Linked DNA regions of Astyanax mexicanus: region 2 is linked to region 1. Evidence: chromatin contacts called from public Hi-C data. All regions are on one chromosome and are shown on one strand. The core of a region is the stretch at or near the end of the contact, and the rest is flanking DNA. Distances in the headings are between cores, read along the strand shown. Region 1 holds the start of mosmoa (modulator of smoothened a). Region 2 overlaps mosmoa (modulator of smoothened a).

Region 1 (7,400 bases), core at 1,849-4,348:
AAGAAAAGCTGTTGGAATGAATAGCTTGTTTGTGGGAGAAAAGGCCGGCTAAATAATATTCCCTTTGTTGTCTGGTTTGATTGTAGGAGCCAGCTGAAGACTGAGTACCTCATGGTTTTGGAGGGTTCAGAAGGACTGCTGGAGGAGATTGGAGCTCAAGCTCTGGCCAGCGGTGCTTACAGCTCCCCAGATGATGTGGCCAAGGCCATTGACTCTGTGACATCCAGTGATGTTGCCAATGTATGTGAATTTTCTGTTATCTATTTTGATTTAAAAAACGTATGGCTTTATTATTATTATAATGTAAATATGACTAGTAATAAAGTAAGATTTTATTTATTGTAGGGCCAAATGGTAACTAAAGCTGTGGTGCACCATTCCATATAGATGATGACAGGTTAAACCAGTTACTTGTAATAATTCAAATAAAGCAACAGTTGGTGTCATTGCTAACTTGTGAAATAGAGCATACTCCCTAGTGTTCCTCATCCTACATCACTACTGCAGCACTAGCACACTTTTTTACTAGCACATTTACAGGCCTTTTCCCACATTGCAGCTGTGGCGTTAGCTTGGCCCAGCTAGCCAATCTACAGACTTATACGTCATTAAAGCCTCTCGTTGAACGGTTCTGTGTCCCCAAGGATGGTTAGTTTTACGCTCTAAAAAAAATAAATAAATAAAAATTGAACTCAGCCCACTTTGTAAGCATTCTGTGCCGAACTATGTTTGTCTGGAACATCATCAGAAAGAAATGGCAAATAATGTTGCACCTGCCGCTGGAAAACTTGCAGTGATCTATGTCAAAGTAGTAACATTTTTAACAGTCCCTCTTTGTACAAAATAAGTTAACACATTCATATTTTGCAGACAAACGTGCCAAACCCACACTATTCATATAAGCTTATAGCCCAGGTCTTCAAATATGGACCTTGAATCCAGTTTCCAATCCTGGATTTGGTCTTAGCTGAAAATTAAGGTAACGGTTCATGTAATTGTTTGGCCACTTGGTGTCACAACTGCTGAAGATTACCAGGGCAAGTTGAGGACTTGAAACTGGATCCAAGATCCAGATTTGAAGAGCTCTGGTAGAGTGTATATAGTACAGTGTGTATATATTATGGTATTAACGCAGGCAAGGTCATTTCCACATTTAATCTACTATCTCATCAATTGACTCTCCATTCTTTTTTTTTTTCTCTTTTCCCTTTAGGCTGCAAAGAAGTTTGTCAGCAGCAAGAAGACAATGGCGAGTAGAGGACACCTAGTAAACACACCATTTGTGGATGAATTATGAGGATGAACTATAACTTAAAGTATTACAACATTTACACACCACTGCTGCTGACCATGTTTTTCTTAACGTACACCACTGGTTGAAGTTTGTTGTACAACAAATGTGTATCAAGAGTGGGAAGTATACATAACGCCAGTTTCACTGTATATCTGTTGTAAATTCATTAAAATCTTACTACATTGTAACTCTGTTTTGTATTGTTTTTTTTCTTTGAATGTGAACTACTGCATTAAAGTGGCATTTATTTTTTTAAGCTTAAGACATACATACAGTATCTGGTTTCAGATGGTCAAGGTGGTTAAAAGGTGGTTGCTCATCTAGGCAAAAATATACAAACACCCTCTACTGATAATCTACTGTCAATAGCTTGGTCATGTTTCCTGGATCTTCATAAGACAAATTGAAAATGTTTCCTTCAGCCATTCTTAAGCTAGACTAATGATCATGTTCTGCTGATGATGACTGCTAAATGTATAATTGAAGGGTGTAATTAACATTATCTAAGTCTAGCGCTGGTTCTTCCGCACAAATGGATTGCAGTTGAGGGAAAGCCACACTGAATCAGTGGAGATGGACAAGACAACAACATGACAGATTCACAGTAGTTTCCATGAAGCTACTTCCTCTCATGCTTTAGCTGGGGGTTGGAATCCCTAAGGAGGTGGCTTACAATGAACTGTTAAAAGGGAAAATGCTGAGGAGTGCAATATAAGTAATTTTAAGTAATTTTAAGATTTTAAAAGAACAATTCCTTGTGGGGCCACAGAACGATTTCACAAGCTACTGTGTCATGATGGCATTAAAATGGCATGCTTCCCTAACCATCATCAGTACATTTTGTATTATATTTAGATAGCAATGTTCCAGAGACTGGAGGAAGCGTGCACTACCAAAAGTACCAATTGATCTTAAATAACATCAACATCAACAATAAATCAACAATAAAAAAATAGATCACTCTGTGTGTAATACATCTATATAATATATGAGTTTCACATTTCTTTTGAGATGCACTAGTATAGCTACATGTGTGATATCAGATATTAACATTGGCCCAGATTTACCACATCTCTGCATCCCTAGTAGCTAACTACAGTGCAATATGACAAACTCTTGTCTCTTGACAAGAGCTCAAACAAGGAGAAATAATTAGCTAATGCACAGTCTGGTATAATTTCTTACTTCTGGGTCAGTGTAACATTTAGCAGTTTTATTTTCTGACTGCTAAACTTGATAATAGAATATTGGGTATAAAAATATATATATTTTTCCATTCAGTGAAAATTTTAGTGAAGATATGGGTTTTCATCCAATTTCATATTCAATTTTATAGTTTTTCATTTCAGCCTTTTGCAAACAGAATTTTCAAGAATAAAATCTTTCGATTTTCAGATTTGTCTATTTTTCTGTATTTTACACAAATCTGGTGGTAAAATTGAATAATTCGGAAAAAAGATATATATATATATATATATATATATATATATATATATATATATATATATATATATATATATATATACGTATATATATTTCATTTTTCCTGAAATTATGAAAACTTGTACACTGCACTACATTAAAAAATGTTTTTACAAACAATTTTCTATTTTTGCATTTAGCCTCAAACAGTCAGAAAAGTAAATGAATAAACGTTACACTGACCCTCCCTTAAGTGTATTTTACTAAACTTTATCATACTTGACTGATTGAATGATTTCACTGTTCTCACTGCTCTTCTCACAAACCTCGGACTGTTCCGGAAGCTCGCGAGAACTGGAGAGCCCGTTATGTTATGTGTGAGCGAGTGACGAGCAGACTGCTGCTGCTCCGTGTCATCTGAGAATGGAATAGCTAACCGAGCTCGGGCATCAGGAGATCAGGAGATCGCGCCTGTTTTACTGCCCCAACATAGGGACTTCAGTCTTCCGGATGACACCTGATGAAAGTTGTGGAGCCCAGCCGGGCCAGAGTCGTGCCTTGTGAGGCGGAGCGGTGTGGAGGATCCGGCGGGTCGGTCTGCTCTCTCTGCCCGCCTGCTTTGCGCTGTTTGCGGATGCGAGTCGGACAGAGGAGAATATGAGGATGGTGAGGTGTGAGGAGTGAATAAGCCGAGGGAGGAGGAGGATGGATCTCCGCTCACTGGACGTATGGAGACGGCCTCTGGCGTGTTATTCTGATATTTGACCTCATCCGGGATCTCACACGCCTTTACATCGCTTGTCAGGATGGATGTTTGGGGCGGCGAGTCGCCGCAGGCCCGCCGTTCACTCAACGGAGCCTGAAGAAGCAGCAGCAGCAGGATAGAGACGGTTTTAACCCTCTATGGCATGGTGTTGCCTTCAGGCATAAAAACATTTATTTGATTAATTTTTAATATATAAATATTTAAATTAAGCCTGTTTTGGCTGGTTTGTTTTCATTTATCTATCCTAAAACAGGGATTTTAAGTTTGTTGCCTCAGGACAATATTATAAAGTTCACAGACATTCATTCTAAAACAGTGTTTCTTAAAAGTGTGGAGTGATTATATAAACAGGGACCCACACAAGCTCCTAAAAGTGGTCTGATTTTCTCTTTAACAAATATAAAAAAAACTATCGTGCTATAGAGGGTTAACGACGTGGATGGAGATCAACCACTTGGTTGAAATAACATGACTGGGAATTCTCGCAAAGCTCAAGCAAGCAGCATGCGCTCAAGTGTATAGCCCCGCCCTTCGACGGAAATAGCCAATCATCTTGCTGGATACGCTTCGAGGGGCGGAGCGTCAGCGTGCTAGTGGGCAGAGCTGGGAAGATCTGCGCAAGCGCAGTAAACACACCGAGACGAAAAATCATGTTTTTTGTGCGTTATGGAGACAAACTCTACAAACTGTTCACGAGGAGCTTGTTATAGTTGATTGGTGATTTTAAATATGATATTGAAATAGTAATTAGACCTTCAGTTTAGCGTGTTTCGGTCTCGTCCCATTCAAACAGATAGGAGGCTGGTCTTACATGAGTGGATCTAGCGTTAGTTAGCGGAATGCCCGGATGGCCGCCGAGTGAACCGACTCGCTTGTAGCTAAAGGCTTTTCTGCTACTGTTCTGTTGCTAGGTTAGCAACCTAAGCTAAGCTAGTAGGATAGTTAGCTTAGCGGCGGTGCTAGCCGCCAGCTGTTTTTGCTGCTTTTTTGTTAGCTCGAGATTTATTAATTAATACCTTAAAAAGTACACATTTAGCGGCGTACAATGTAAGCTAATTCTCTCCTCTGGTTCTGGAAAGATGGACTATCCCCGCAGAAGCCAGAGCTAGCTGAGGGTTAGCTTAGCTATCTAGCGGTAATGTGGCGAAACTGGATCTGACGGTTGCGCCTCGGGTTCGGGTCCGTTTTGTCGGAGAGAGCCGAGCCGAACTGCTAGCGTTACTAGGTTAGCTAACTTAGCTAACGCTAATAATCCGGCTACCTGACAAACATTAACCATTGGACTGGATAAAGGGGGTCTTTTCCCTCCTTGAAGAAGATTTTCCTCACCGTTTTCCAGCCTCAACACGAACTGAGATGGATAAACTGACCATCATTTCAGGGTGCCTCTTTCTGGCTGCGGATATTTTTGCCATAGCTAGCATTGCGAATCCGGACTGGATCAACACGGGCGAATCTGCAGGTAAGCCGTTAGCTAGAATATACCAGTATCTGTTATTTTTAGGTACACTAGCTAGAGTATGGGCATAATATCTGCTTTTAACCCCCCCCCAAAATATCGTGTTTTCACTTCATATCTCTCCAAAAAAGTTGGCTCATCAAAGCAGCACAAAACTAACATGATGTGAAGCATTCCCCACAAGGAAACAGTGGGGAAAACGTTTATTTTTCATCTGTAATGGTTTAAGACTACATTGTTTTCCCACGTCAGAATTGATTTATTAGTGTACATCGATTTTACGTTAATTCAACATTAATTTAACGTTGTATTTTTTTTACCTAGCTAGCTAACTAGCTTAACGTTATATGTATTGTTTGCATTAAGCTTGTATTACAATAAATATGTAAGCTAGACATCTAACTTTAGCTAACCTATCTAGGTAAGTTATATTATCTGTGTTCTGTTTTTTCCCGGCTAACCGTTTTTGCTTAGTAGGACGTTTTCAGAACGTTACACTGGACGCACATTCTGTCCAGTTCTCTGAATATTCTTACAACCTTTTATTTTCAACGTTTTTAGTCGCTGCAACACCACTTGTATCATTGTTTATATGTTTTGTTTTGGGCATGTAAACCATATTTAACGTTTCTAAAATGTTAGTATTCGTCTAGCTGATAATGTAAGTTAAGTATGTGAAAAACGTTCTAATAACGTTGTTAGCTAACCTAAATATTGTTTGTGCTTTGTTCTGTTCAACTAAAAAATATATAATTAGTAGAACGTTTTCAGAACGTTAAACTGAAAGTTTAATCTAGACAGTTCTCTGAATGTTCTTGGAACCTTTTTGTTCATTGTTTAGCTATACTAGTTAGTCAGCTAGGCTAGAGTTTGAGCATTTCTGATTTCAAACCGAAAAATAACGAGTTTTCTTTCATATCTAAAAAGGTTGGTCCGTTATAGTAGCACAAGGCTAACATGAAACGAAGCTTTCCCCAGATAGAAAAAGTGGGGTTTGTTGAATCAGTGTTCATTTCCCATTATTGATTTCCCATGTAAGAATTGATTATGGCACATTGATTCAACGTTGATTCAACATTGATTTATTGTTATGTTTTTAACCTATAGTGATTTATAGTTTGTATTAAACTTGACATACATTAAATATGTAAGGTTGCTAACCATTTTTGCTTATATATATTCTTGGGTTATATTCTTAACCCAAGGATAATTCATCCGAACTATTTTACATTGTTTTACTGACATGTGATGGGAAGCACTGTGTACTGTAACCAAAACAGAAATGCATTAGGCCTCTGTGCAAATGGAGGAAGCCCTCTTCAAAAGGACCACTTAAGGTCACAGCTTTTTAGGACTAGCTATCTACCAAATCTGTTGTTTTTATAATACATGAACATTTCCGGTGTTTGGGTGAGGGAGAGGTTTCATGTATTCTTGCCCCAGTGGATGTGTTGATCGGCTCATAAATGGTTACAATAACCAAAATTGTTAGATGCAAGTCTGGTCATGTTCCATGTTAGTCCACTTAAAGTTAAATGTTGCTGGTTGGACGATAAAAGGCCACAGAAACCATATGGGTCAGATGTAGGGTCTTATCATGTACCATATATGTTCACTTACTGCTAAATGTTGCTGGTCAGATCATAAAAGTCCACAACCACCTTAATTGTTAGGTGTAGGATCTAGGCACTAGGCCGGGCCCTATGTGTAACGCAAGTTGTTAGGTGCAGGATTTTGTCTTCTTGCTTTATTATTATGTTACTATCTGCTGTCTATCGTGAGTGGAATTTGTTTAGTCTTTCATACACACACACACACACACACACACACACACACACACACACACACACACACACACACACACACACACCCATTAGATGCCTTCAAACAACCATATGTTGGCTGTTCTACATTTATGCCATCCTTCAAAACAGAGACATGCTATTGATAGACAGCTGTGCTTTGTTCTCCATGCTGGACAGCCCTGTAAGTGGGTCAGCAAGTGTTCATCTACAATCTGTGGTGAATTCAGCCAGATTGCGCCAATGCTTATTGTATTTGTTTACATATGGTGCCATTAATCATATGGTCATATGGTGCTGTGGGGAATCAGGTCAGGGGGGCTGTGCTCAGTTCTGTTCAGAATGTGTTTTGTGCTACTTCGGCATCTTTCACTTGGTTGGGTCTTGAAGGGTCCATCACTAAAATTTAGGTTTTGAGTAATTTTTGTTTTAATCAAATAAATTTGTGCGAGTAAAGCCAGGGATGCACCAATATGGGAACTGGGGACGGTTGCCCATGCTGCATAACCTTACCTGTATAGATGTAGATGTACATACATTCACAGTTTGACGATTGACAAAATCTATTGGCCAGTTGGACCTGAATGAACAGTTACGACGATGTACAGTCATTTATATGCTGTAAAAATCATCAGGACAAGACTTGAACTTGCATTT
Region 2 (7,400 bases), core at 3,576-6,075, 36 kb after region 1:
ATCAATGACTTAGAGGTCTCTGAAGAAAGACAGACAGGTTTTTGGCTCTTGCTCTTGAATATTCATACATGCAAATATATCGTCTCTGATTGGCTAACAGCACTACAGCAGAGAACATGATCTGCTGCCTCCTCCCACAGTCAATTTTACAGCTCTAAAACTCAAACGACAAAATGTTTTCAGAGAAATTGCCTTAGTCATAAAGATGTAGCACTGAGTAAAGTTACGTTAAGTTAACCCTTAAACTTAACATCAAACTCGAGCGGTGGCACTCTCTCTTCCCGTGGCCGAGAAATATTATAAACAGTACATGCTTAGAAACATGTTGGTTAGCCAATGGTACTACTTAAAATACATTGCCACTGGACGAACAGCGGCACCACTGGATGAAAAAAGCGGCGCCACTGGATGAACAGCTGCACCGCTGGACGAAAAGCGGCACCACTAGACGAAAAGCGGCACCACTGGCTTACATATAACAGTTCTGACCAATGCAACAATTCTGCTTAACATACAACAGTGTCTCTTAACGTACAACATGCTATTTAACATATCAACATATAATCATGTTTTGTAAGCCATCAGAACTACCTAAAGTACAACAATACTGCTTAATGTGCAGCAGTGTCTGTCTTACAGTAAGCGCCGTACAGAATTATCTTCACAAATAAGAACCTGTGGTTATGAAGCACTTTGAGATGCTTGCCTGCTTGTCTGTGTGGTAAAAGTGAGGGTTTAAAAAAAAGGAACTAATCTATAGGGAGGAAACCAAAAGTGCTTGCCTCAACAAATGCAAAGAATGCAAAGAATTGCCACACCGTATGCTACTTTCTAACTTTCAAACACTGGCTATAAAAGCGGTGGTAAAAAATGTGATCTTTTATGTATTGAAAGAATTGAGCTATGTTATGATAAGCTGGACTGAAAGACCACTACTGGCTGTTTAGCAGTCTGATAGCCTGTGGGAAGAAGCTGTTTCTGAAATGGCTTGTTCTCTTCCTCAAGCTTCTGTACTTGTGGCTTGGGTGGGTGAAGTCATATGATCTGACCAGATCATAGCCTTACATAGCCTATCGATCTTTTAGTCTATAGATGAGACAATATAGAAATTATAGATTCCTGATCTAATTTATCTGCATTATTATTTGAACACCATACAAGTTTACATGCCATACAACCATTAACATCCAACAGCCCACTTCACCACATGACTAGTGTGTCGCAGAAAATATAAAGGAATCATAAAAATAAGGATCATGAATACAATCCAAGTGAATCGTTACACTTGTACTGTACAGTAAAGCAAATTTGTTAGGAACCAAGGAGAATATGGATGTTATTCCTTTTGAAAAGACTGCACCATGGCAGTGTAGAGGAAATACTGCGGAGCGTGGCAGGACCCCTACAGCAGCGTGAGATTGGATGCTGTGCTCACAGGCACAATGCCAGCCAGTGTTATAAAACACACCCAAGGACAGCACAAAAATACATGCAAGTGCTGTGCTCAGCACAGTTAAAACACTTTCCTTAAAGGAGCACTTTTACTTGTTTTCTTAGTCAGGCAGTTTCAGGGAGCTGAACGATGCACAGAGGGGGGAAAAAGAGAGAGGGAGAGGGAGAGGTTTGAGTGTCAGACTTCAGGAGTGGGAGTTCCTAAACATGCTCTGTCAACAGAGCAAGCAAATCAGCAGTGGAAAATGAATGAATCAAGTTCACTCTGCCCAGCTGTTTACTGTCGGCAAAAACGACTGTACAAATTTAGCCACACCGAACGTACCTACCAAACGTCTGACATTATAAACTTTTATATTTGGATGGTATGTTGTTCCAGAAATATTACTAATTGTGATAAACAATATTATTGTCATTTGCAGACAAGAATAATGTAATTATAATAACAAAATACAGTAACACCCTTTTATAGGGTTTGTACGGTCATGAAAAACCTGGAAAAATCATGGAATTTGAAAATAGCAATTTTCAGGCCTGGATTAAGTGGGATCCCGACTATTTGAAGAACATAAATATAGTAGAATCGTAAAAATAATGCAGAGAAAAACATACAGGACTACAATCTGTATTTACAGAATAAAAAAATGCTTTGTATATTCAAAAAAGCAAAAGAAACAAGATCATAAATTTATGCTTAATCAGGTTACATTTTACAATAACCGAATGACCCTCAGAGAACAGAGAGTTGCTGTATTTTTGTTTGGTAACAATGCTCCACGCTCCAACCCAGCACTGAGGTCCCTAGGTGTGATTAGATACCTTGTAAACCACCTTTCTACTGAGTACCATGGCCAGTTCTGCATGTCTATTAGTCACCTATAAAAAGCAGGGCTGGCCATTCTTCAAGTGAGCCCATTTCCATTATTTCAAAGGCCGCTGATAAGCTGTGAAGTAGACAGGAAGGGCGGCTGCCTTTAGAAATGTTAATTTGAGACTCGAGCAGCGCTGATGTCTCCAGGGAGGGCTTCCACAGGTAGCTGAGCCGTGGCAGCCGCTGGCAGCCGGCCACCTTCACCTGAATGAGGCGCTTTGTGCGTGGAGCACAGACCCCCACTGTACCTGTACCCTAACCCTGACCTGAACAGACCACGTTCACGGCCAGCCCTGGAGGCGTCACGGCTCGCGCCCCTGCCGCCGTCTTGGCTTGCCCGCTGCGAGCATATGGCATGTCGGCAGAGACAGACGTAAATATTAGCTGTCGTCTCCTCTCACTCTTGCACTTGCTTTTGGGTTGAGAGCACTGAGGCCAACAGGTCTAAAGGTAAAAAGTAGGGAGCATTCTTATTAGGGTGGGCAGTATACACTACTATATGGACTATTAGGTTTTTCGGACAACACCATTCATTTTCTTTTATTTCTTTTCTGAATTCATGGGCGTTATCTCTGTCGTCTAGAGAAGACTTTCTATTATTTTCTAGAATTTCTAGAACTTTCACGTGGCATTAGGTGCCAAGTGTTCATGTTTTCTGCTCCAGAAATAATGCTACAATAATTCCCTACACTGTGTAGACAGGTTATGTGTGCATGTCCACACATCTGTGATACAACACACAAACCTTACATAGCAGTATATATCTGACACAAAAATAATACCATTATTGGGTTTTTATGTGAAATTTAAAGGGACCATATTATCTGGGTACCACTTTAAAATAAGACTAACTATATAAAGGGTTTATAAATGGTTTACAATTAGTTTATTAATGGTTACTAATTAGGTTGTAAATGCCTTAAAAATCATTAATAATCAGTTATAACACACACATAGAAAGGGCAACAATGACTTGTTGTTAACATAGTAAACCCACAACCATCTATATTGTTGCCCTTTCTATGTATGTGTTATAACTGATTATTAATGATTTTTAAGGCATTTACAACCTAATTATTAACCATTAATAAACTAATTGTAAACCATTTATAAACCCTTTATAAAGGTAGTCTTATTTTAAAGTGGTACCATTATCTCTTTTTAAACAAGTTAGTATACATCTATGGGCTATACAAAACAAGTTCTTTCCAGAAAATTACTCTCATAAAGAATCCTTACCAGCTCTATTCTTGCCAGTTTGTCACACCCCCCCCCCCCCAATGAGTGTTAAACATTGTTGGAGTTAGTTTGTGGTAAAGGCAAAGCACAAAACAAGGTAGTTCATGCTTAAATTTGACATTATTAAAAATTACGTACATCTCTCTCATCTGATAACTTGCCACGGACAGTAGGTACAGATCCCTCAGTCAGACAAAGTATGCTGGCCAATCCCGTTCTGCCAGCACTATTTGGTCCAGGTCTGGTTTGTTTGCACCCTTGATGCGTTTCATACGATTTGTTAGAGCACGTGTGAAAAAAAGTAATCGCACACTGGTAAGGACCAAAACAACCGTACCAAGACCCACAAGAGGAGGTGGTCTCTGTTCGGTTCCAAGTAAACTCTGAAGCGGCTTGTTTGTGGGGAGAATGTGATCCAACCTAAAAGGCAAAGAACAAACAAGCTAGCTCGTGCTCAAATGTGATAGAAGCACAAAACATCTGTTAACTTGTCACAGACAGTAGGTACAGATCCCTCAGTCAGACGAAGTCTGCTGGCCAATCCCGCTGTGCACTGTCTCAAAATCAAAGTCTGTAGTCTGCCTCTGTGTGATTTTCCTTTGCAATTTTCTTCCCATATGTATTTCATTTTGTATGCTGTTCAGAATTGCCTGTTCTGGGTAGTTTCTAGTGTAGTGGTCTGATTGTAAATGAATTGCGCTCTGATTTGAGGATGTCTGTTTTGAAAGTGCTCTTCAGTGGAGCTGTGATTGTGCTACCTGTGCAGTTAAGCCAGTGCTGCAGCAGGCGGCATACTCTACTGCAGGAAGTGGCTCTTTTACACACTGGTGAAAGCATGACCTTCAGTCCTTCAGACCTCCTCTCCTCTCCTTCCCTTCCTCCTCTCCTCCTCCTCGCCACGGTGTCTGAAGAGACTGAAGCAGTGAAGTGCCTTACAAAACACACTTTGTTTTTTTTTTTTTTTTTGTTCCGAGGATGCTGTGTTCATTGCTTGCTTGTTTGGTTGGTTATTTTAGGTGTGTATATGTGTATATGTGTATATTTCTCCCTCTCTTGGTGCCACTCTCCCATCAAGGCCAAAGTGTTTAATTGTAGCTTAGCTGCTTCCTGAAAGACGCTTTTATCTTGCTAATGGGCGCCGAGATTAAATTGAGTCTCCACTCAAGCTCCTTTGTGCGACTCCTGATCCTCAATCCTCTCTAAAAGCTTTCGCGCCCAGTGTAGATTAGCTTATCCCGAGCGGCCGAAAGATCGAAGGGGCTAAAATGCAGGAGGTCAGAGGTCTGAAAAGCTGCAGGTCCAGATCCGACATTCTTGGAGTTTGTTTGCCGTCAGAAAAGCAAACTCTCGTCTGGCAGATGATTTAAATCCTGCGTTCTCATTCTCCTGATCCTCAATCCTCTCTAAAAGCTTTTGCGCCCGGTGTAGATTAGCATATCCTGAGTGACCGGCACAGAGAAAGGCTCCTGCTGAAATGCAGGAGGTCAGAGGTCTGAAGAACTGCAGGTCCAGATCCGACATTCCTGGAGTTTGTTTGCCGTCAGAAGAGCAAACTGTTGTCTGGCAGATGATTTAAATGCTGCATTCTCATTCTTTCTTTCTCCATCTCTCTTTATCTCTCTCTTTCTTTTTAGGAGATTCGGTCTGCTCTCTCCTAAGACTTAGTCCTGTGTTGAATGATGGACTGTCTGAATATTTGAGATGTTTTTGAGATGCTTTCAATGCTTGGATTCTAAACCGTCTGTTTTCTTCTGTTTCTCTCCCTCTGTCTCCGCAGTGATCTTGTTCTGTATGGCGGCGCTCATCTTCCCCATCGGATTCTACATTAACGAAGTGGGTGGGCAGCCCTATAAGCTGCCTAATAACACCGTGGTGGGCTCCTCCTACGTGCTCTTTGTGCTGTCCATCTTCTTCACGATAGTGGGGCTGCTCTTCGCAGGGAAAGTGTGCCTGCCCGGATGAGGGCGCCAATAGTCCAGGGTCAGCCGGGGATTTGTTTTTGTTTGCAAAGAGGAACGGGAATACTAGCAGCACTCGAGGAGCACTGGAGGAGGAGGAGGAGGGGCATCGTCGGATACTGATGGTGATTGGGATGATGGTGACTCAACTGATCAACTGAATAACCCGAAAAACCAACTAACCAACAAAGAACTCACGAAATGACCAACGAAATGACCATGACCATGACCATGGACTCAGTGCTGAGCTGGCAAAGCTATAAGAGGGGTCTCGGCCCATCTTTTCCTTTTTTATACCCAGAATCAACCTGAGCTTATTGGATGGAGTTTTTGTTCAGCCTGTTTTTTATGTTGCACTTCAGAGGTCACTATCCTAGAGCTAGTATCCTAGGATCATCCTGGGAGGCCATGGGAGCGAGTGGCAGTGGTGGAGGATTGGAGGACGCCGGCTGTGGACATGGTGAAGGAATCGCAAATGTCCTGCAGCTTTGAGATGCTTTTGAACAACATGCATCATGGCTTTCCTTCCTTTTTTTTTTGTTCAATTTCCATGTCCCACACGTTTCCTCCATCTTTGTAGTTTTATATATACGGATATGGCGCCCCCTGGAGAGGAATGACTGACTGGCTGCTGTGAAAAATTCCAGGCTGTGGCACCACAAGTGAAGGAGGTGCCCTGAGGCTGGAGCTCTTTGGAGCTCGTTTCCACCCTTTCTACCCTTTCCACACTTTTCACTCTTTCCCCGTAGTGGGGCTGGATGGGGGAATTGCTCAGGCCACAGTGCCCGTAGAGAGGAGCCACAGTGCCCCCTTCAGTCTGAATGGATGCTGCACACAACGGAAGCGCCCCAGCCTGAGATCCCAGAGAAAAGGGAGCAGTATTTGAATTTTCGACTGAATTTCACTGAAATTTAAGCACATTTTGATAGAAACACATAATGACAAAAGACAAAAGCACTACTAGGACTGCCGGTCAGGACCCTGTGAGGCCGTGCCTCACTGTGCTAAACCTTCTTGCCTGGGAAACGTATTACCCGCACACTCGCATACATACGATTATGGATTATTATTATTATTATTATTATTATTAAGGACACGCCTTTGGATCTGGTGACCAAAATGAACTTCTCCTATCTGCCCTCATGTGCATACTAGTGCATACCGGACATCATTAATTCAGTCCATCGGAAAGAGAGACTGAACAAGAGACTGCGAATCAGAGAAGTGCTTTGTCCTTTTAACCTGATCACCCTTTTGTTGTCTTGATTTGTAATTCTGACTCTGTTGAATTTGTTGTTTTTGATTTTTTTTTTCATTTGTTAACGTGCCATTAATCTGTTTTTGTTTTGTTTGGAATGAATGAATACTAAGGGCAGGACTCTGTTATAGGGAGCACTGTGAGGTATAGCCATTAGTAGGTGAAGCACCACATTGCAGATGTACAAAAAAGAGAGAACTCCTTACCTCATTGTTTTGTAGTTCAAGCTCAATTTTTTTTCCCTTCTTCGCTAACCACGACAGTGTGTGCCCTGTACGTTATGTCTTGCCTTGGTCAGAAACATTTCGCTAAAAAAGAAAATGCTGTGATCATTGCAACAAATTATTTATCTGACACTGAATAATAACAGGAAAGGTCGAATGTGTGTGTGATTAAGTGAGTGAAGTAAATGAGTGACTGGCGAAAATCAGTTCTGTTTGTTTATCTTCAGTTTTTGAAGTATAAGAATCCCTATTTTAAAGCTGTGCATACGCGAGAGAGTATGTATGTATATTGACAGTAAATTGGAACTGAGAATTATTTGTATGATTTTGATGTTTGATTATGGATGTTCTCAAATGAAGGTTGACCCCGCCCCCCAGTTCCTCATGATATGTGTTAC

The links. Hi-C and Micro-C count contacts between places; a contact is called where the count stands out from the background.
Region 2: a Hi-C map of muscle shows a contact between it and region 1, with 4 times the contacts expected there. The contact joins the enhancer-like site here to the promoter of mosmoa in region 1. A contact is called at or near these places in 2 of 3 Hi-C or Micro-C datasets (both in muscle).

Annotation. Positions count from the first base shown.
Region 1 is chr19:32,661,340-32,668,739 of AstMex3_surface, forward strand. mosmoa (modulator of smoothened a) reads left to right here and starts at 3,099. Exons shown (of 3, transcript XM_007232220.4): 1 at 3,099-4,944. The coding sequence starts at 4,839. It overlaps LOC103022177 (cytochrome b-c1 complex subunit 2, mitochondrial), which reads left to right. Exons shown (of 14, transcript XM_022673133.2): 13 at 87-240; 14 at 1,214-1,482. The coding sequence ends at 1,297.
Region 2 is chr19:32,695,541-32,702,940 of AstMex3_surface, forward strand. It overlaps mosmoa (modulator of smoothened a), which reads left to right. Exons shown (of 3, transcript XM_007232220.4): 3 at 5,340-7,400. The coding sequence ends at 5,524. Among protein-coding and RNA genes, the nearest start is that of nags, 16 kb to the right of the region's middle. Within about 2 kb of position 4,826, the one cell type or tissue checked has an H3K27ac peak away from gene starts, as active enhancers do.